3 separate regions of the Mus musculus genome follow, and all the other regions are linked to region 3. The links are chromatin contacts, called in public Hi-C and HiChIP or PLAC-seq maps. All regions are on one chromosome and are shown on one strand. Each heading gives the region's core, a stretch centred on a gene start, on an enhancer-like site or on the middle of the called end of the contact. The rest is flanking DNA. Distances are from core to core; before and after follow the strand shown. Region 1 holds the start of Lpar5 (lysophosphatidic acid receptor 5). Region 2 holds the start of Chd4 (chromodomain helicase DNA binding protein 4). Region 3 holds the start of Nop2 (NOP2 nucleolar protein).

What was found. A called contact is a pair of places that touch in the nucleus more often than the background predicts. HiChIP or PLAC-seq counts read pairs in DNA pulled down with a chosen protein or histone mark.
Region 1: an H3K27ac HiChIP or PLAC-seq map of embryonic stem cells shows a contact between it and region 3, with 11 read pairs. The contact joins the promoter of Lpar5 here to the promoter of Nop2 in region 3. A contact is called at or near these places in 1 of 39 promoter capture datasets (macrophages), 3 of 484 Hi-C or Micro-C datasets (bone marrow-derived macrophages, embryonic stem cells and rod photoreceptor), 11 of 115 datasets of contacts at active chromatin or transcription factors (the 230-238 cell line, CD8 T cells, the SCID.adh cell line and 4 more) and 3 of 9 other capture datasets (adipose tissue, liver and pancreatic islet).
Region 2: a Hi-C map of embryonic stem cells shows a contact between it and region 3, with 1.8 times the contacts expected there. The contact joins the promoter of Chd4 here to the promoter of Nop2 in region 3. A contact is called at or near these places in 21 of 39 promoter capture datasets (the 3T3-L1 cell line, the C10 cell line, the HPC-7 cell line and 14 more), 1 of 15 datasets of contacts at CTCF or cohesin (CD8 T cells), 148 of 484 Hi-C or Micro-C datasets (the AML12 cell line, B cells, the C2C12 cell line and 77 more), 47 of 115 datasets of contacts at active chromatin or transcription factors (the 230-238 cell line, CD8 T cells, the HPC-7 cell line and 28 more) and 5 of 9 other capture datasets (adipose tissue, embryonic stem cells, liver and 2 more).

Annotation. Positions count from the first base shown.
Region 1 is chr6:125,066,670-125,069,369 of GRCm38.p6, forward strand. It overlaps Lpar5 (lysophosphatidic acid receptor 5), which reads left to right and starts at 1,251. Exons shown (of 2, transcript NM_001163269.2): 1 at 1,251-1,307.
Region 2 is chr6:125,094,619-125,097,606 of GRCm38.p6, forward strand. Chd4 (chromodomain helicase DNA binding protein 4) reads left to right here and starts at 1,363. Exons shown (of 39, transcript NM_001346610.1): 1 at 1,363-1,642; 2 at 2,469-2,647. The coding sequence starts at 2,548. Mir7045 (microRNA 7045) reads left to right here and starts at 2,406; the gene lies at 2,406-2,468.
Region 3 is chr6:125,130,543-125,133,555 of GRCm38.p6, forward strand. Nop2 (NOP2 nucleolar protein) reads left to right here and starts at 1,341. Exons shown (of 16, transcript NM_138747.2): 1 at 1,341-1,461; 2 at 1,666-1,776; 3 at 2,977-3,013. The coding sequence starts at 1,671. Chd4 (chromodomain helicase DNA binding protein 4) reads left to right here. Exons shown (of 39, transcript NM_001346610.1): 39 at 1-49.

The DNA of each region.
Region 1 (2,700 bases), core at 1-2,500, 64 kb before region 3:
GCACCTGACTGCTCTTCCGAAGGTCCAGAGTTCAAATCCCAGCAACCACATGGTGGCTTACAACCATCTGTAACAAGATCTGACGCCCTCTTCTGGAGTGTCTGAAGACAGCTACAGTGTACTTACATATAATAAATAAATAAATCTTTAAAAAAAAAAACAAAAACAAAAAACAAAGCAAAACCAGTAGACCCGGGTGTACGACTGGGTGCCAGAGCATTTGCTTAGCGTACACGAGATCTTTTTTTTTTTTTTTTTTTTGGTGTTTTTGAGACAGGGTTTCTCTGTGTAGCCCTGACTGTCCTGGAACTCACTTTGTAGACCAGGCTGGCCTCGAACTCAGAAATCCGCCTGCCTCTGCCTCCCGAGTGCTGGGATTAAAGGCGTGCGCCACCACGCCCGGCTCATACACGAGATCTTATATTCAGTCATCACAAAGGAAAAAAAACCACAGCTAGTATAACGCACCCTCCAGCCTTCAGGAGTGATCAACCCATGGCTTATCACTCAGCAGAATATTCACGTTGATTTTTATCCAGGGTTGGTCAAACTCATTTAACCACAATACCTTTGTCAGCTATCTCCAAAAGATCCGTCTTTGCTAACTAATATGCATTGAAGGGCTATGCTCAGCCTGAAGAGCAGACAGAGACCACCACAAGCCCCCTACCTCCAGGAGCTCCCAGCCTGAGGCAGACAGAGGGAGAGGAGGAAGCATCCAGTCAGGCAACTGCTCTGATGGAGGAACTGGGTGTGTGCTGGTAGGCAGGCAAGGAGGGAGAACCCTTGGCTGACCAACAGGCCCCAGGCAGGGGAAGCTACAACCACGAGCCACTTTTGCTAAACCACCTAGCTGACCCAAGAGAGGAAGAGAGACAGGCAGGGAGGAGACAGGTGAGAACATCATGATGTGTGTGTGTGTGTGTGTGTGTGTGTGTGTGTGTGTGTGTGTGTGTTAGTCATCAGGTATCAGTGGGTGGGTGTGCCGCAGAGAGAGTTCCCGGAAACTGCACATCTGGGAGCCATAGTTGCAGAGTTAGGTGACTGGGGTAAGGTTGGATTTTCACCGGCTTTTAGAGCTTGCTTCTCTGACCTGTTTGCGAAGGTGTCTGTGGTCAAAGCTCTTTGACTCTGTGGGGTTGGTTGGGTGAGTGCAGGAGCTGGGAGGGATGTTCTGAGATCTGTAAGGTGGGTGTGTCAGGCCCGCCCAGGAGCAGGTCCTACCAGGGAAGCTCAGCCCAACCCAGCCCAGAGTGTCAGCGGAAGCAGGCTTGGGGCAGCGGCAGAGGAAGAGCAACCGATCACAGGTATGGGGAGGTGACAAATGGGGCTGGACCACCAGAAGTGGGGGACATTGGTGAGGATGGAGAATGTAGGTGGGCCGTAGGCTCTGGGAAATCCTTTTAGATACAGTGAAAAGGCAAACGGGGCTGCCCCATGTGGACAGATCTGTCCATAGGAGCCTGAAGAGGCAGCCAACATGCCTGAGACACCTGATGGGCTGAAGCCTCACTGTGGGCCACCTTAGGGTCTTGCCCTAAAACTTTAGACTCCTGTTTTCATGCTGACCCTGAGGTCTGCTCCCCTCAAGCCCACTCATCCTGCAGGGCCAGGTCCTGTTCTGGAAGACACGGAGCTGCTCTGAGTAAAATTGGCTAAAGAGTTTACTGGTAAAGGCATCTTACTCGAGCTACCAAGGTATGTTTTATTTTGTTATTTGGTGCTGGAGATGGACTGCCCTATATGCTAATAAGCACTTGCCCTACCACTGAGTTCCCTCCCCTTTTTGAGATGTAGCCCAGGTTGGCCTCAAAATCTGTACATAGCCAAGGAGGACCTTGAACTCCTGAAGCCTCTCCCTGGAGCCCTGGGGTTACAGGCATCAAGTTTATGCAAGTGCTGGAGGTTAAACCTAGGTCGTGCTAGGCAAGCACTCTACCGGCCGAGCTCAATCCCCAGTTTCCCGACCCTTTTGGATGAGTGAGGTCTCATTATGCTTTCTAGCATGGTCTTCAACTCCTAACCTCCACGGACACCCCTGCCCTGTCAGCTTTCCTGCTAGTTGAAACTATACGTGTGAGCCACGATGAAACTATAGTGTGAGCTCAGATCTATTTCATCTATTTTGGGCTGTGCTAGAGATTAAACCCTTGTGAATGCTATTCTACCACTGAGCTACCCCAGCCCTTCCAGGTATATTTTAATGGGTCTTGAGGAAGCACTGCCCTACTCCAACCTGAAATGCTCATATGTAACAGAAAGGTGTCAGGCTGCATGGTCTCTCTGTCCCCATGGCTTTGACAGAATGGCTGATGAGCAACTAGGAGAGGAAATGAGCCATTGTGCATATTTGGGAATCCAGGGAAGGCTGTCTGGGACTTTTGCCATACCGGTGCAGGCCACTGCCTGCCTACTACCTATGGTTATGGGTGTTCAGTGACAAGAAAGGGACACATAGACTTCTGTTTCCAGAACTCTTCACTTATGGTAAACTGAAGTCATAGCCCTGGGGGGCTGGGAAGTGAGGAACTGTGACCCCCTCACTTCCCAAACAGCAAGAGACACTAACACTAGCTCAATCTGTGCTGTCTGATGCCGTTAGTTCTTCCTACCCTGCTGTTCTCAGTGCGTAGCCCACTGGCACAGAGACCTTTTTTTGTCCAGAAGCATAAACAACAACAACAACAACAATAATAATAA
Region 2 (2,988 bases), core at 113-2,612, 36 kb before region 3:
GAGCAAGGCATGGTAGAGGACTCTCAGTCCATGGTGGTGATAGGCTATCTGTCCACGGAGGCTGCCTGGACTTGAAGGTGGCAGTGTAGAGGACTTCTGGAATGTTGAGAAATAGTTTTGGGATGGGGGTTTGTAATTGTTATGGGATGTTCTGGGTGAGTTAAAGTTTTTCATCATGAAGTTTTATGCAAGTGTTTCATCTAGTCAGCATATTATTTGTTTGAGTTTACACAAACATTCAAAGCTGGAGGGAGGTAAGTATCTAGAACATACCTGGATTTGGTGGGGTTTGTTGGGGCTCGAGGTTGGCTCTTGGTTCCTGAGTGTCTGCAAATGATGAGCTAGGAAGTCTGGGGGTCCTGAACTTTGAGAGCCCAGAATGCTCCTATTGCCCAGGAAGGGACTAAAGTGTGTGCTAGTGGGGACAGGGCAGTTAGCAGTTTGCCACACCCTCTCTGCTCTAGTTGGAAGAGCCTGACAACTTCTAGAGGTGGGGGAGGTTGTGACAATTAGGGGATGTCTGGCCAGACCTGTGTGCGGTGATGGAGTGTAGCAGAAGTATTATGGGATGTGGCACTGGGTTGTGTTGGGACAATTATGGTATCGTGGGCTTTTTGAAATTATGGGATGGGAGAGTAGATAGAGTAAATGATAGGACATTTTCCCAGTGTTAGTGGAGGAGATTTAGATGTCCATTTGTGGGGTGACAGCAGAGCTGCTGATCATTAGTGAGTATCTCTTTGCTAGGAGGAATGGTAATTTATGGACCATGGAGCTAGAAAGAGACTGGGAAGGCTGTGGGTGGTAAAGTGAGCATCTAGAATCTCAACCCTAGTGCAGGGACTGAGGGCAGCTCTGGGGGGGTTGGATATTATGGGATATCAGTATAGAAAGTGGGAGACTGATTATTACGGGATCCGTGTGGGAGGAGGCCCAGTGTCCGTTGTTGTAGTATGGGGTGGGTGAGTTTCTGACAATCATGGGATGTCAAACTGGGGGTGGTTATTATGGGATGTCGGTGGGGGATGGGTTGAATATTATGGGATATGAGGCTGAAGTGCTGGGAGGGGTGCTTATTATGGGATGGCCAAGGGGAGGGAGGGGTAATGAGTTATTATGGGATGTTAGCAGTAAGGCCAAGAGTGAAGAAGTTGGCAAAGAGTGGTTATTATGGGTTATCTAAGGGAGGGGGAGCAGGTTTTAGTTTGTAAAAGATCTGCACTATATGTCTGTAGCCCCGGGCACATATATGCATAGAGTGTGGGGGGCGGGGTGTGTGTATGTGGGGTGTCCGTGTGTATTATGGGATGGCCAGGAGGTGGGCGGTTGCCCAGGTGACGCGCGCGCGCGCTCGACGGGGGCGTGGCCAATGGTTGCCTGAGCGACGAGGGGGCGGGGGTTGCCCGGGAGACCTAAAGAGGAGGGTGGCGGTAGTGGAGGGGGGGGTTGGAGTTGGTTGAGGTTATTATGGGCTGTCCGTGGGGGGCGGGGCCTGTGCGGTGGGATTTCCCGGCCGGTGTTTCGGGCCCTTTAAGAGGCGACGCCGGAGCCGGAGCCATTTTCCCCCCTTCGGCCGCGGCGAGGAGGAGCTGGAGCGGGAGTGACACCGGCGAGACCCAGCGCGACCTGAGGCGGCTCTAGGGTGAGGAGCGCGCGAGGCAACGGGAGAGACATCTCTCTCAGCCCGACGTCGTCCCGGGGGTCATTCCTTCACCTGTCCCTTCTTCAGGCGTCCCGGGGCCCGCGGGCCGTCCCCTCTCCAGGGAGCCGACCCTTCTTCCCCGGAGGCGGCCGGGTTACCTCCAGACGGCGCCCTGCCCTGAGGGAGTCCTGCTCCCCGCCCCCCCCCCCTCCTGGGCTCGGCCTCCCACAATGCCGGGCGAGCGCCTGCCCGCCCGCCCCTCGCCCTTTGCTCGCTAGCCCCCCGGGACACGTGGCCCGGCCCCCTTCCCGGTGGGTGCTCGCTTTCCTCCGGCGTCCCGACTCTTCGGGACCCCGGAGCGCCCGAGCCTCCACGCCCCCTGGTCCCCGCCGTTCCGGAAGAGAACCTGAGTTGTCCCAGAGGACAGCCTTTGGAGAGCTGCCCTGTCTGGGGACTGGCCCCTCCCCGGGCGCAGAGGAGCGCCCCCCCACTCCCAAGTGACCTTGTGTCCCCGAGCACCGGCCGCCTCCCCTGACCCTCTCCGCGCCTCCCCACTCGAACCCCACTCCCCAGGCACTCCTGGCTCAGGCCAGGCTAGCTTCTTCCTTCCCCTCCATGCACCAGCCTGCCCTCGGGGGCGTCATTCCCTCTTCTTGGGGGCTCCTGCTGGGGAGCCGGCTCACGGGCTGTCCCCGAGGAGTGTGGAACTAAGTTCAGCCTGAGTGGTTCGGGTGCTTGGCTAGGGTGGTAGGGCAGGGGGGCGGAAAGAGCGGGTGGGGGAGGGGGACTGCGCGTCACTCACTGTTCTCCCCCCTCCCCCGCACAGTGACTCGGGCCAGTGCAGAGGGCCCCAGGCCGCAGGCAGGAGCAGCTGGGCCAATTCCCTGGCCGGGGAACGGAAGGGGATGGCGTCGGGCCTGGGCTCCCCGTCCCCCTGCTCAGCGGGCAGTGAGGAGGAGGATATGGACGCACTTCTGAACAACAGCCTGCCCCCACCCCATCCAGGTAACATCTTCCCGGAGGGCCCAGGGCAGGAAGATGTTTGATCTTTCCTCGAGACTCCAGTGAGGCTGCGTTCGCGCGCTGCTTGTCCCTGTGCAGAACCCAGGGTGGAGGGCATCCGAAGGGAGTGGTTCTTTTCTGCGGAGCTCTTGTGTGCTGGGGGGTGCTGGGGGAGGTGGAAGCCATGTGCCTCTTGGGCACCACGGACCCAGATGCAAGCTGGCTTCACTCAAGGCTGTCTGGAATGCTCCGCAGTCCCCGGTTGAGGGAGCTCTCTGGGTTAGCTTTACCTCGTGCAGGTTCTTGGAGGAATGCAGGTGGTTCCGACTCTGGTGGTGACATGG
Region 3 (3,013 bases), core at 91-2,590:
CAGCAAATTTCTTGATGAGAACTGAAAATAAAAGTTTCCTTGTATTTTAGTGATCTGGTTCTGTGTGGGTGAGTGTGGGTTCCAGGTACCCCAGGAACTGGCTTATCCTGGAAGACTGCCTGTGCTCCTGACAGGGTGACATTCTGGCGAACAAGAGGCTTCTGGACCATTGTTTATAGGCTCTGATCTTTAGCAAACTGTTCGCAGAGCACTCCTGCAGGAAGTAGCCACTTGCCTGGTACAGTTGTGAAGACATTGGGCAAGTGTTCTACCATGGAATACATATGCGTGAATATGTAATTATAGAAGTATAAATTTTTTGAGGGTCTAAGTAACAACTGCCTGCCCCTGCCTCTCAAGTGGGGGAATTAAGGATGTGTTACCTTAAGTATAAATTTTTTGAGGGTCTAAGTAACTACTGCCTGCCCCTGCCTCTCAAGTGGGGGAATTAAGGATGTTACCGTACCCTAAAATTTTTTCCTTGGTTTATTGTTATCACTTTTTTTTTGTTTGAAGATTTATTTATTATTATATATGAGTACACTTCAGACACACCAGAAGAGTGCATCAGATCTCATTGCAGATGGTTGTGAGCCACCATGTGGTTGCTGGGATTTGAACTCGGGACCCTTAGAAGAGCAGTCAGTGCTCTTGACTGCTGAGCCATCTCTCCAGCCCCTTATTACTGGTTTTCTTTGAGACAGGGTTTCTTTGTGTAATCCTGGGTCCAGGAATTCCAGGCTGCCCTCAAGTTAAAGAGATTCACCTGCTTCTTGCAGAGGGCTGAGATTATAGAGAACTACCACTCTCTTATATAATTTGTACATAGCATCACTGTGCACGTGGAGGTCAAAGAGCAGCTTGTAGGAGTTTGTGCCCGATGCCACTAGATGGGTGGGTCCTGGACTCAAAGACTCAGTTCTGCAGGCTCGGAGACAAGCGCGTTTATCCGCTAAGCGGTCTCCCTGCTTGGAAGGAAGGCCGGCCGAGTGCGTGTTCCTATGTGAAAGGGTCCGGAGGGGAGGGTTACCTCTAAGGAAAGCGGCTCTAATACAAAACTTTGGGAACAGGAGGGCGAGGGGCGTGGGACCCCGCGATCTTGCGGGCTAAGGCAATTAGGGTGCCAGCGGGAGGGCCAAGTTGCGGTGCTAGGTGGAAGGAGCGTGCGGCCTCGGGAGTAGCGGGCGGAAGCCACCTTCCGAACCGAGGGCAGAGAAACGCTGACCGCAGCGCCGCGCGTTTCCCTCTCTGAACCGCGGGTGAGGGGCGTGTCCCTGGATCACGTGTGTTCCGGTGCCGCGGCCGGAAGAGGCGGGGCGTTGTGACGACCCTTTTTGCGCTTGCGCGATTCACTTTCGCGGTGTGCGACCTCTGAGTTCTTCCCCCCAGTGCACGTGGAGCGGGCCTTGACTGGAGGTGCCGGGTCAGCCGGAACCAGGTCTAGGCGAGCCGAGCCTTCAGGTGCGTCTGCAGGATCGCGGAGCAAGGTTCCGAGAGGGGCGTGGTGACGAGGTCCTGTGGGAGATCCTGGAGGGGGCCATCGGGGTCCTGAGTAGTGGTCCTGGGCCGGGCGGTACCCATCCCTGGTAATATCCTTAAGCCTACGGCCTGCGTTCCCATTTCAGCATCCACAACGTCGCTTTGCCTCGTTTGTCTTTGCTTTAGTTATCATGGGGCGCAAGTTGGATCCTACGAAGAAGGAGAAGCGTGGACCCGGCCGAAAGGCCCGAAAACAGAAGGGTGCGGAGACCGAATTGGTCAGATTTTTGCCTGCAGGTGAGGGTCGTAGCTCCCTGATCCCGGCCAGCCTTTGCCCCATTTTGTGCCATAACTTCTCGTTTGCGTGTTCGCCTTTACCTGCTGCATAGATGTGAGCTGTTAGGAGATAAATAGTTTGGGTTAGAGAAGGGTGGGAAGCTGCCACTGGGGCATGGTACTCGTGCGAGGAGCGGTGCGATCTTCCGTTTCCAGGAAGGGAGTTCTCATGAAGAATTTGGAAAGATGTTATTAAGCTTAGTTTTGGTAAGCAAGAGTTGGAAACGGAACAGACCGGTCACGAATTGTCCGGAAGAGATGGAATGAAAGCACGGATCTGAGCCCTCTGTGGTGAAGGATGATGGAAGATGCAGTTTGTTGAAATATTGGCAAGCCACAGGCCCATGAAGGAGATCCTCAACTGTATGGACACATGGTCTCACTTCATCGAATTTTAGAGTCCTGGGAGAGAGGCTTTGTTATTTGTTAGGTTAGAGGTGTCTTAACACACAGTAAGTGAAAAGGGACATTTCTTGTAGATTGTAAAACCAAAAATAGCAAAATTAAGTTCTAATTTAGTTGATAACTGAATAAGCTGAGAATAAGGGAAGGGCAGAAAAGGGGTTTGAGGTTACATTGTTATCAGAATGTCACTGTTTGAGTTTCCTTGCTGAACAGTCTGATGGCTGCTTCCTCTCCTCTACATCTTTTGGTCTTTTTTGGGGTGGGGTGGGGTGGGGGTGGGGGTTTCGAGACAGGATTTCTCTGTATAGCCCTGGCTGTCCTGGAACTCACTCTGTAGACCAGGCTGGCCTCAAACTCAGAAATCTGCCTGCCTCTGCCTCCCGAGTGCTGGGATTAAAGGCGTTCACCACCACACCTGGCTTCTTTTGGTCTTTTTAAGTTTTCTGGAAGTGATGGGAATGGAGCCTTGGGCTTTCCCCATACTCCGCACAGGCTGTACTATTGGCCTGTCTTTCACATCTCCTGTAACTCCTGGATGACTTGTATGGAGTGACTCCCATGGACTGTAGTTTATAGCCTTAGTCTTTCCTGCTGCCGTGGGTGAATATGAGGACTTGTACATAACAAACAAACTCGCTCTACCACTGCCACACTTTTCTTCGTTAACGTGGTGATTCTCTCTCTTCCTAATTACATGCCTGCCCCCAGTTTGTATTTCCTATAAATTCCTAATCTATCCCTTTTTTAAATTAACAGCTGGCGATGAGAATTCCAAGAGGCTGTCGAGTCGTGC